Regions from separate parts of the Sus scrofa genome. Here regions 1 and 2 are each linked to region 3. Evidence: chromatin contacts called from public HiChIP or PLAC-seq and promoter capture Hi-C data. All regions are on one chromosome and are shown on one strand. The core of a region is the stretch at or near the end of the contact, and the rest is flanking DNA. Distances in the headings are between cores, read along the strand shown. Region 1 holds the start of ADAL (adenosine deaminase-like protein). Region 2 holds the start of ZSCAN29 (zinc finger and SCAN domain-containing protein 29). Region 3 holds the start of MAP1A (microtubule-associated protein 1A).

Evidence for each region. Promoter capture Hi-C pulls out the DNA fragments that hold promoters and counts their contacts. HiChIP or PLAC-seq counts read pairs in DNA pulled down with a chosen protein or histone mark.
Region 1: a contact with region 3 is called in an H3K27ac HiChIP or PLAC-seq map of skeletal muscle. The contact joins the promoter of ADAL here to the promoter of MAP1A in region 3. A contact is called at or near these places in 1 of 47 Hi-C or Micro-C datasets (heart right ventricle) and 1 of 2 datasets of contacts at active chromatin or transcription factors (skeletal muscle).
Region 2: a promoter capture Hi-C map of fetal liver shows a contact between it and region 3, with 2.1 times the contacts expected there. The contact joins the promoter of ZSCAN29 here to the promoter of MAP1A in region 3. A contact is called at or near these places in 1 of 5 promoter capture datasets (fetal liver) and 2 of 47 Hi-C or Micro-C datasets (embryonic fibroblasts and epiblast stem cells).

The regions. Positions count from the first base shown.
Region 1 is chr1:128,124,104-128,127,525 of Sscrofa11.1, reverse strand. It overlaps ADAL (adenosine deaminase-like protein), which reads left to right and starts at 1,835. Exons shown (of 10, transcript XM_013993097.2): 1 at 1,835-2,120. It overlaps LCMT2 (tRNA wybutosine-synthesizing protein 4), which reads right to left and starts at 1,852. Exons shown (of 1, transcript XM_003353380.4): 1 at 1-1,852. The coding sequence starts at 1,727.
Region 2 is chr1:128,082,461-128,085,467 of Sscrofa11.1, reverse strand. ZSCAN29 (zinc finger and SCAN domain-containing protein 29) reads right to left here and starts at 1,403. Exons shown (of 7, transcript XM_005659684.3): 1 at 874-1,403; 2 at 1-378. The coding sequence starts at 259. It overlaps TUBGCP4 (gamma-tubulin complex component 4), which reads left to right and starts at 1,429. Exons shown (of 18, transcript XM_021096979.1): 1 at 1,429-1,791. The coding sequence starts at 1,714.
Region 3 is chr1:127,935,578-127,938,952 of Sscrofa11.1, reverse strand. It overlaps MAP1A (microtubule-associated protein 1A), which reads left to right and starts at 2,001. Exons shown (of 7, transcript XM_005659678.3): 1 at 2,001-2,266; 2 at 3,198-3,299. The coding sequence starts at 2,029. It overlaps LOC100736659 (a long non-coding RNA gene), which reads right to left and starts at 1,927. Exons shown (of 3, transcript XR_301013.3): 1 at 1,780-1,927; 2 at 1,464-1,539; 3 at 1-969.

The DNA of each region.
Region 1 (3,422 bases), core at 586-3,085, 190 kb before region 3:
ATTGGTTCCCAGAGGAATCCAGAAGAGATTGGTTTCAGAAAAAGTATAGAGCTCAGCGGTTCCTCAGAAGCACCCAGACCTCCAGCAATGAGAGCTCCCCCTTGCCAGCTGCAGGCACTGTGGGAATGCCGACCTTCAGGGGCTTCTCCCTCCACTGGGATCCTGACCCAAGCCATTGTCCCCACATGTAGGAAATGCCAGTCACTTAGTACAGGGTCTGCCACACCACGGCCCCCAAACACAAACAAATATTTCTGATTCTTATAGGACACTTCTGTTGTTGAATGGCGCCAGCATGACACTGTGGAATCTTCTGGGCCCACCTTTGTGACTGTGATATTTAGGCCCTCAGTTTTACCACCCACATGTTTCCCAAAATGTAGCTGGAGAATCCCCAAGGCGGGAGTTACAGGGGACAATCTCCCTCCCAGAACCAGAACCTGAGTATCTGAAAGTCTTGTCATGGTGTGATAAAGGCGTCTATCCCACTGAGCTCCAGTTCCCCAACTACATACTTGATTGCCTTTCCATTCAAAGTCACAGTATCTTGAGAGCAAGTGAAACTTGCTCACTCGGCAGTGCCGCCCCTCCTCTTCTCCAAACCCTCCTGCACTAAGAATAACGTCTGGGCTCAAAAGGACAGAGGCATGGCCATATCTCTTAAGGTCTGGACCCTGGCTATCACTAGTGACTACACGAGCAGGGATGACTCCGGAAGGGGAGGCAGGATCTATCCGAGGAAACGTCTCTGATGCTGGGAACACTACAGTTTGGGAGACAATGTCTCCCCGAGAAGCGGCCAGAATGAAATAGTGGGAGCACTTCAGATGCCACTCCTCAAACTCGTCAAAAGGTTCAAGATTTTCTACGCGCCGGCGTTCTTCTGCGGGGAGAAAATGGCGATAAAACTCATTCATGTCCAAGGCACGGCAGGCAGTCCAGCCGGCCTGGAGAAAGCGCTGCTGCTGGGCCTCCGCGTCAGGAAAGCGGTCCAGGCCATGCAGGGGTGAATTCAGCTGCCGAAAATGTTGCTGCATGAACTGGCCGAAGGCGTCATGCGGCCTCATCTGCTCGTAAACGACAAAAAGCGCATCAGAAAAACACTGGGCGGCCCAGGCGATGAGGGCCGCGGCATTATTCGGCTCGAGGTAGGTCAGCACGGCCTCAGCCAGGAGCAGAGTCGGTGCGGCCGCGTCTAGGCCCGCGGCGGCCAGTGCCTGGTCCAACCGCTGCACCTGCCGCAGGTCCAGCCCCAGGATGCGGTAGTCCGAGCTCTCGAAGCATAGCGTTGACCCGGCGTCCCCGCGCCGGAAAGGCCCGGTTAACGCGCACAGTTCCGGCGTATCTCGAATCCTGTCCGCTTTGCGCCGCGCCACGTCCGGAAAATCCACCTCCCAGACTGCAGCCCCGGGGAGGCGGCCCGCAGCTTTAAGGCGAAAATACAGCGAGTCCGAGCCGGCGCCCAGAGACAGGATCTGGATGTGGGGCGCGCCGAGAGCCGCGCGCGTCCCCTCCAGGAATGCGCATACGCAGTGCCGCATGGCGCGTGCGCGGACGTAGTAGCCGCGGTGGATCAGCGGCGCGCGGCGCACGGACGCCGGAACTAGCAAGGCGGCAAAGGTGTCGTGCACGTACCCGCGCGCGGCCAGGGAGCTCTTGCTGAGGGCGCTGCTGTCATTGGTACTCTGCACTGCTCCCGCGCGACGCTCGCGGCTCCGCGGGCCCATGGCCTGGAGAGTCAGGAGCGGCGGTCCGTCACGGTGGTGAGCTGTCCTTTCGTTCTATACTACCTACCTCGCGGACTTCTGTACGGAAAAATCACCCTCCGTCTGTGCCTCCTCTTCCTTGGACACGTGTGCGTCACTTCCGGGAAGGGTGCAGCTCCCCGATCAGGACTGAGGAGGGTGCAGTTTGTGGTGACAGTCCGCTGTGATTGACATTCCTTTGATTATCCCGGACTGAATCTTCGAGGGAAGACTGCCAGATGCAGCTTATTATGGACACGTGGACTGTTTCTGGGAAGCGTGGGGTGTCGCTTTTCTACAAGCTTTCCTGTCTGAAGTGAAAAATTTACCTAAGTTCTAATAGAGTTCTCAGCTGTTGAGGAAAATCTTTAAGAGGTGAGTCTCTGGGGACCGACAGACAGGGTCTGCGTGGAGTGACTGGTAGAAGTGAAGCAGAGCTAGAATCACTGACTGCGGTGGGCGAGGAATAGGGGTCTTTCATCAGATATTAACTATGAGTACTTAGTAAGAGATCTCATTTAAATCTGAAAACAAGTCATTGAGGCCAGGTGCAAAATGAGGAAACCTTTACAGAGGTGATTCACCCAATAAGTGTTTCCCCACAGATGTGTTCTATTGATTCCCTTGTATTCCTGGCTCTGTGCTAAGCTGACACTAAGGGAACCACTCAGCCTCTGTTTCTGAGCTGTAAAATGACATTCCCTTGCACATTCAAAGTTCTATCTTCTGGGACAGTGTTGAATATGTCTCCAGGAGAGAGAGTCATGGAAGAGAGGTGATTATTCCCTTTTGATATGGTCTGAGTCTTGGTGGTTTAAAATAATCATCAGGTTTCTAATTTGGGTGTTTGGGAGTCATCACCAGTAGGAAATCGCTTGCAAAGATACTTAGGGCATTTGTAACTTATTAATTGGGATTTGGTGACTGACTGTAGGGGCTGAGATGGAGAAGGAAATTAAGATGACTGTAGTATGGTTACCTTGAAGCAGTGTAGCACAGTGGTGAAGGACATGCGTTTTGGAGTCCACATAATTTGGATTTGGATATTGGAACTGTGTCATTTAGATTTGGTGTTTTAAGAGCTTGTAATGACTTTAAGGAGAGCAATTTCTGTGGAGCAATAAGGGCATAATTCACTGAATGGGAGAAGGAAATGGAGGCAGCTCAAGGAGTTAGTTTGGAAGGGAAGAGGGCAGTAATGAAAGGAATGTGGGATAAAAGAAAGTTTGTTTTAATTTTTTTATGTTAAGGTGGAAACAGGTACTATGCTTGCATGGTGGTCCTCTGAGGGAAATTAGCCAGTTGGAAAGAAAGATTGAGGAACAGAAAAGTGAAGATTAACTAGTGGAGGAACAACTGGAATAGATAGGAAGTAATGGGGTCCTGGGCACAAATTAGTCTTGGAGACTGGAGAATAAATCTTCTTTCTCTGATTTATGAGGGAAGAAGGGGTATAGATAAAGATAAGTTTAAGTGTGAGGGAGGGCAGAGAGAAACAGAGAGAGTTCATGCCTGATGGCTTCTGTTCTCTCTGTAAAGCTGGTGGCTGGGTCTCCTAGAACACTTGAGGAGTTTGGAATTACCTCTGAAGGGAGTGGGAGAAGGATTCCCCTGAGCCTTGCTGGGTTTTCAGATATTCATCTCTAAAATGAGATTGTGCTGCTTTGTGGGGTGTCT
Region 2 (3,007 bases), core at 154-2,653, 150 kb before region 3:
CTCCACTTTCTGGACATTGCTTTTGTACCCAATTCTGGATCTCCCCAGGTAAGATGGTCAGGAACTGCTCTAGCACCAACAACTCTACAATCTGCTCCTTGGTGCGCACCTCCGGTCTTAGCCACCGACAGCAAAGTTGCCACAGTTGGCTGAAAGCCTCCCGGGGCCCAGCTACCTCCTGGTAATGAAATCTCCTGAAGCGCTGTCGGAAGGTCTCAGAGTTAGTGCCAGTCCCTCTCAGGGTGGGTTTGGCCATCATTCACAGCAGAAAGCGGCTTTCCTCCATTTAAGGGTCTAGGTTCCAGGGTTTACACCTATCTTCCATGTCCTTGAAGAATCACCTGCAGATGAGTCTCTCTCTGTAAGAAGAATTTCCTCCTAGGGTAGAGAGAGATGGCACTATCAGAAGGAATACACTCATATGTCTAAAGTCTTGCCAGAGCTGGCCTGACTTCCCCTAAGTTCTGCGTGGCCATGTGAGGTAGCACCAACTTCAGGGCAGCAAGCCAAAACTGAGCATGAAGGTGAGAGACCATTCAAAAGCTGCATTTCTGGGCGACTTCCAGGGCAGCCCCGGGGAAGCAGCAGAGAATAAACTACTGACTGCTCCTCTTCCACCCCTCCCCAAGTCTGACCCATTGAGCTCCCCTGGCCAGTGCTGCATAGTGAGTTCAAACCGTAAGGGAGACCTAGAGCTGAGAGGTTTTAAAGGCATGTCACCACCCCGAGGAAGGCAATAGAAAACCCTCTGTCCAGCGGGTCGCCTCTGATCTGCCCCAATACTTCCGCCGTCCTTCCCCAAACCCTCTACGTCCGCCCCGCCCCCTCAGACTCCACCACCACCAATTTCTACCCCAAACAAAAATCAAGTACACAACACTGGGTCTTTGTTTTCCCTCACAGCAGAAGTAATCGCTCAGTAAATATCCGGGAACTACTGACGGGAAATCTCGAGCATTGAGAGAAGTTGGTTTTGACTTCTGAAGCGAGGGCCAGGTGGACTTGGGGAGAGTCACACTGAGTTGGTGGAAAGAGGGAGTCCGAGGGGGCAGTAGTCATGTGTCTCCTGAAGACGAGCTCGAGTGCTGGCCAAGCGCTCCGAGGGCTGCGGTATTCGCGAGTGCGGAGCACAGCTCAAGGAGCGGCGGGTGCGGGGTTCCGGCCTCTTTGTCTTCGCTTTCTGGCCAGGTCACTCTCGGAGCGGTAAGGAGTCCCTCCAGAGGCTTCGGACCGGGGCTAAGGCGCCCTGAGAGCACCCTCTGGCCCACCCCTAGGAGCTTCTCCCACTCGGGATACCCCTCAATCCGCTCGCATCTCTGCCCGTGGGCCAGCCTCACCCACTCGAGGTCTGGCTCCAGCCGGGACTCTCAAGCCTCCCAGTCCAGTTCCCAAACCGGAAGTGAGAGCAGGCGACTAGGGCGCCACAGACGCATGCGCAAGGGCAGCTGCTTAGACACCTCTCGCGGAGCCCCGGCGGGAGCGAGCGAGTGGGCCCAACCGAGCACAGTGCACTTCCGGGACGCGGCTCGCCTATCCCTTCCCTGCTTCCCGTACGCTCTCCGCAGCAGTTCTCTCAGCGGATAAAGTCTGGAGGAACCGCCCGTCCAGGAGGCCTGTGCGCGAGTAGAGAAAGGAATACGCGTTTCCTTGGTCGCCTGGTGAGGCTCTGGAGAAAGGTGCAACGGATATAGGGACCGGAGGTCCGCCGTGGAAATGATCCACGAACTGCTCTTGGCGCTGAGCGGATACCCAGGGTCCATTTTCACGTGGAACAAGCGGGGTGGCCTCCAGGTACAATCCGGCTCAGAGCGCGGGAACTAGCGAGCAGGGAATGGGTGGACCTGAGCCACTGCGTGGGGGAGGAGCCTTAGGGGGCGTGGCTTGCAGAGCTGAGGCGGGGGCGGGGGGGCGTGTCCTTGAGCAGGTAGCTGGAGGGCTGTGCCGGAGGGGCCTACCACGGTGTAAACACCTTGAGAGGTTTGGGCTACGCTGGGAAAAGGAGGGCAGACTCCTGAAAGGCCCTGCCTTGGGGAAGAGGAGGGAATCCAGGGCTGAGCCTAAGGATGAACTATCTGAATGAGAGTTGCTGGGGAACTGGATGTAAAAATGAGGGAGATGCTTTCTCCCATCTTCACACTTGCACTCTGTTTTAAGCTGTTTTGAAAATTTGTCCAAATACGTAGTATCTAACACAGAATACGACTTCAGTCAATTATTTTGAATGAAAAAGTGAATGAGGGTGTTTCCCTCTACTCCTTGACCAGGAAATTTCTTCTCCAGAAGAATTTGGAGGGAGGCCTTCATGTAACCAGGAATGTATGAGAAGGAGGGGCCATGTACTACATGTATTATCTCATTTAACTTCACAACCACCTATCTCCGTTTCACAGATTAACTCTGGTGTCAGGTATTAGGCAGTTAATAATTAGCAAACTTGGTCTTGAACCCAGATCTGTCTGGCTCCAGTATCTGAACCACTCTTCTTTTCTACTTATGCTTCCAGTAGTATTATCTAATCATCTCAACAACATAGCAAGTTAGGTATTGTTAGCCCCAGTTTACAAATGAGCAACTTGAAGCTCAGAGAACTTTATGGTGGCTTGTAGTTTTTGGGTTTTTTGTTTGTTTTGCTGCACACACCTCATCTGCTGCGTGTGGAAGTTCCTGGGCTAGAGATGAAGCCCATGCCACAGTTGCCACCTGCTTTACAGTTGCCGTAAGGTCGGATCCTTAACCTGCTGGACTGTAAGGTAACTTCCTATGGTGGCTAGTCTTGATAAGGCAGGATTTGAATCTATCTGTATACAAAGTCATGCCTGTGTCTATAAGAATTGGTAGTATAGGCTGTAAAGAAGCAGGAATATTACTCTCTTGGTCTATAAAACATAAATTAATCAGATTCCTTTTGTTGTTATTTATTTTTTACTACAAAACTAGGACAAGGCATATAGGAGAAGAATATTCAGGAAGCATGTATGTGTGCTTGATTGAAGTAGAAAGAGAGAAC
Region 3 (3,375 bases), core at 752-3,251:
ACTATCATGTATATCATGTTTCCAAGCAGATAGGCCTTTGAATGCTCCTGCCACAGCACACTATTCCTAAACACAAAATAGAGTTTTATACACTTTGCAATTCATATATAAACGTATTTCTTTAACATTTTTATTCACCTTTCTATGCCTTGCACATATGTGCATTGGTGTTTTCTGCCTTCAGTTGTAAAATTCTTCAGCATAGATGCCAAGACTCTATAGTTATCTTTCAGTACTATTACAGTCTATATTTGCAGGTCTAATTAATAAATGCCAATTCTAGCAAGTCTGCGATCACCGCTCTGAATTTCTGCTCCTACCATTCTCATTAGTGTGTAGTCCTTCCCCATACCAATCAGAGCTATTGTCTAACCTCTTTGTCAGACTTGATGAAAGCAGAGCTTATAGTTAACTGCCGCTGACCAGTTATACTGAGGATCTTGCTAGTTGCTATGGAAACTGTCCCCTTCCTCTCCCTACAACCTATTCTGTCTCTGCCTCCACGTGGCACTCTTTTTTGATTGCGGAAGAGGAGGCCTGCATATCTCTCTATGCTCTTTGCCAGATTCAGACGTGCAAATGGTGGGGTGGAGGTGTAGCAGAGCATTGTCTCATGTGTCATATAGGGTGAGGCATCCTCACCATCTTATGTTCTGCCGGTACTATTTCCCCCTCTCTGCTATAAAAGGGATTTTCAGGGCCATGTCAAATTTTTTTAATTGAGATAATTGACATAGAGCATTATGTTAGTTTCTGGTAGGGCCACGTCCAAATCGCAGAATGGATTGGATGTTTTGCTAAATATATGTCCCATGATAGGAACTAGGATTGCTGCGAGGTACTTAAAATGCAGACACTATCCAATCCTCCTCAGGGCCTCCGGAGAGGAGGTGGATCAGAACACCGCTCACAGGCAGCCTTGCTCAATCAGGTACTGTGCTCCTCTTCCTTCATTATACCATTCGGAAACTGTAAGACAAATGAGACCCAAAAAAGTACTGCTGGAGCCCTAGGGTTAAAGACAGGCTCTGTCTGATACGTATACATACAGAATGACTCAGTATCCTGAGTAAAAGAAGACACTGGAGTGCAGAGTAGGTAGTGGGGACACACTGAGGAATGGGGGAGGGGTAGACTTGCAGACCGCACCACTTGTACAAGGATGTTCCAGTCAGTCATAAAACAGTGTCAGCCTCCTTAGTCTTCTTTCACATCCCCCGGCTTTTTGCATTTTGGAAGGGCCAAGCCCTCTCTTGGTTCAAACATTGTCCCTTCTGTTTTGAGAATTCACTGGGGAAGTAATACCATTGCCTTCCAAGGTTACCCAACTCACTGTGTCACATTATTTGTAGTTGGGAAGGTCTTGCTTGGGTTTACTGAAACACCCCTTGCTGCAGTCTGAGCTCACTGCACTCAGCAGAGATGGAGACCAGCCAAACACTATCTTCGGAATAACAACTCACCAGGGACTCAGGGCCGGAAGGTCATTCTGTCCCTCTGATACTGCACAGCTTCCCAGTGCACACCCAGGGCCCGAGGCTATGAGGTCAGGAAAAAAAAAAACAAACAAACCCAAATTGTGTTAACACCAACATGGAAGGACAGAAGGATGCAACATAAACTCGAGGCAGAGAGGGACAAGATGGCTCCCCTCAGTTCGGGTGAGGCTGCGGAATTGCCAGATAGTACTTTTCCGGGGAAACATCCTAACTAGAAGCTTCTGGTGCCGAGGTACTAGACTCGCCCCTCCACCCGGTCCCTCAGATAACCCACTCCTACCCAAGTCGGAGTGAGATCTCTCAGGAAAATGAGTGGGGGCGGAGTGGGACAGCCACCAACCCCCGAGCCCCTCCCCAGGCCCAGCGAAACCGCAGAGCAGAGCTCCGCGGCCCCTTCCCAGCCGCTGCGGCGCCAGTGCTCCGCCCCCTGACAGGCAGCAGCCAATGAGCGGCTCCTGCCGCCGGCCTTTAAGAACCGCGCGCACTCTCCCAGCCGCCGACGCCGGCCTTGCACTCCAAAGGAGTTTCCATGGAGACCGAGGCTGGGCCCGGGCGGCCTCGCGGCGTTGCCATGGAGACAAGTCCCGGGCTAGGGCTCCGAAGCCCCGGCTCTCCGCTGGCTCAGAACCCCGCGGAGCCGCTGTACAAGGCCGGAGCCGCCGCGGCGGCAGCACGCTGGGACCTAAGGAAACACTCTTTGCTCATTGTGATCGGCGATATCGGTTCGGAGAGTCAGCTGAGGGCCGTGCGGGCCCACCTTGAACAAGGTGAGCTGCTGTCCTGGATGCTCTCGGGACATCCTTCATCCCGTGCTTCTTTGCCATCTGCATCCTCCAACCGTAGTGTGCTTTTCTTGAGATCTGCGCGCCCTGTTATCTGAATCATCAGCCCCTGGCCTGTCACCTCCATCCTCTGTGTCACACATCTGTATTCCCCCACCCCAGCTGCCAACATCTCGCTTCCCCATCCTTCCCGCACACCCTGTGGTGTTCCACAAACTCCCTGAGGAGGGGTGGGGAGCTCTGTGTACTGCCTGGGGAGCCCTTTCTAGTTGCACCCCTCTCTCCTGCAGTGTCATGGGCCAGACGCCCTAAAAGTCCTCACCATCCCCTGGAGAGTCCAGGTCCCTACCTTAATTTCTTCTTTAGGTTTCTGAACAGGCACAGGGTGCTTTCTGAACGCCGCAGACAAATCTCAAATATCCCAGTGCCAGCGGCCAGACTGAGAGTGACCTTCGTGACCACAGGCTTCTCAGTCCTTCATTGCCTGTGGCGCAGTGCTGCGGAGCCACCTGCGGGTGGAAGCCAGCCGCGGAGGAGTGTAGGCAAGGAGGGGACCACAGAAGGAGAATTTAGAAACCTACCTAGCTGTATCCAGAAGGAAGGGGCTCTTGGGTGTCATTTCTATCTCACCTGGTCAACTCTGCAAGAAAATTCCTACATACAAACTTGTTAATGACCAAATTTAGCCTAAACTCTGCCCTTCTCCCTCTGGCTCCAGCAAAGCCCAAGAAAGGCACAGGATGGGAGACAGGCAAAGGTACTAGCCACCCTTCTCAAAGACATCAGTGAGGCTGATCATAGCAATTGCTCTTATCCCTTCCTTCTCCTTACCCCTTCTGTGAGTTTGGAAGTTCTCTCAGAAGTCTAGTCCCTCTGACCTTATCTAGGTCCCTCTTTGTTTCTTTTTCTCTCACAGGCATTCTCTCCTGGAACATTGACTTATCATCCATTGACTTGAACCAACAATTGAGACTCTTCATTACCCGGCATCTAGCTCACTTCTCCTCAGAGGTCAAAGGTTAGGATTAGTATCAATTTGTCTCTGTCCTTTGGGTGAGGGCTGGTCACAGAAGATCAGAGGTCCAGTCTTCCAG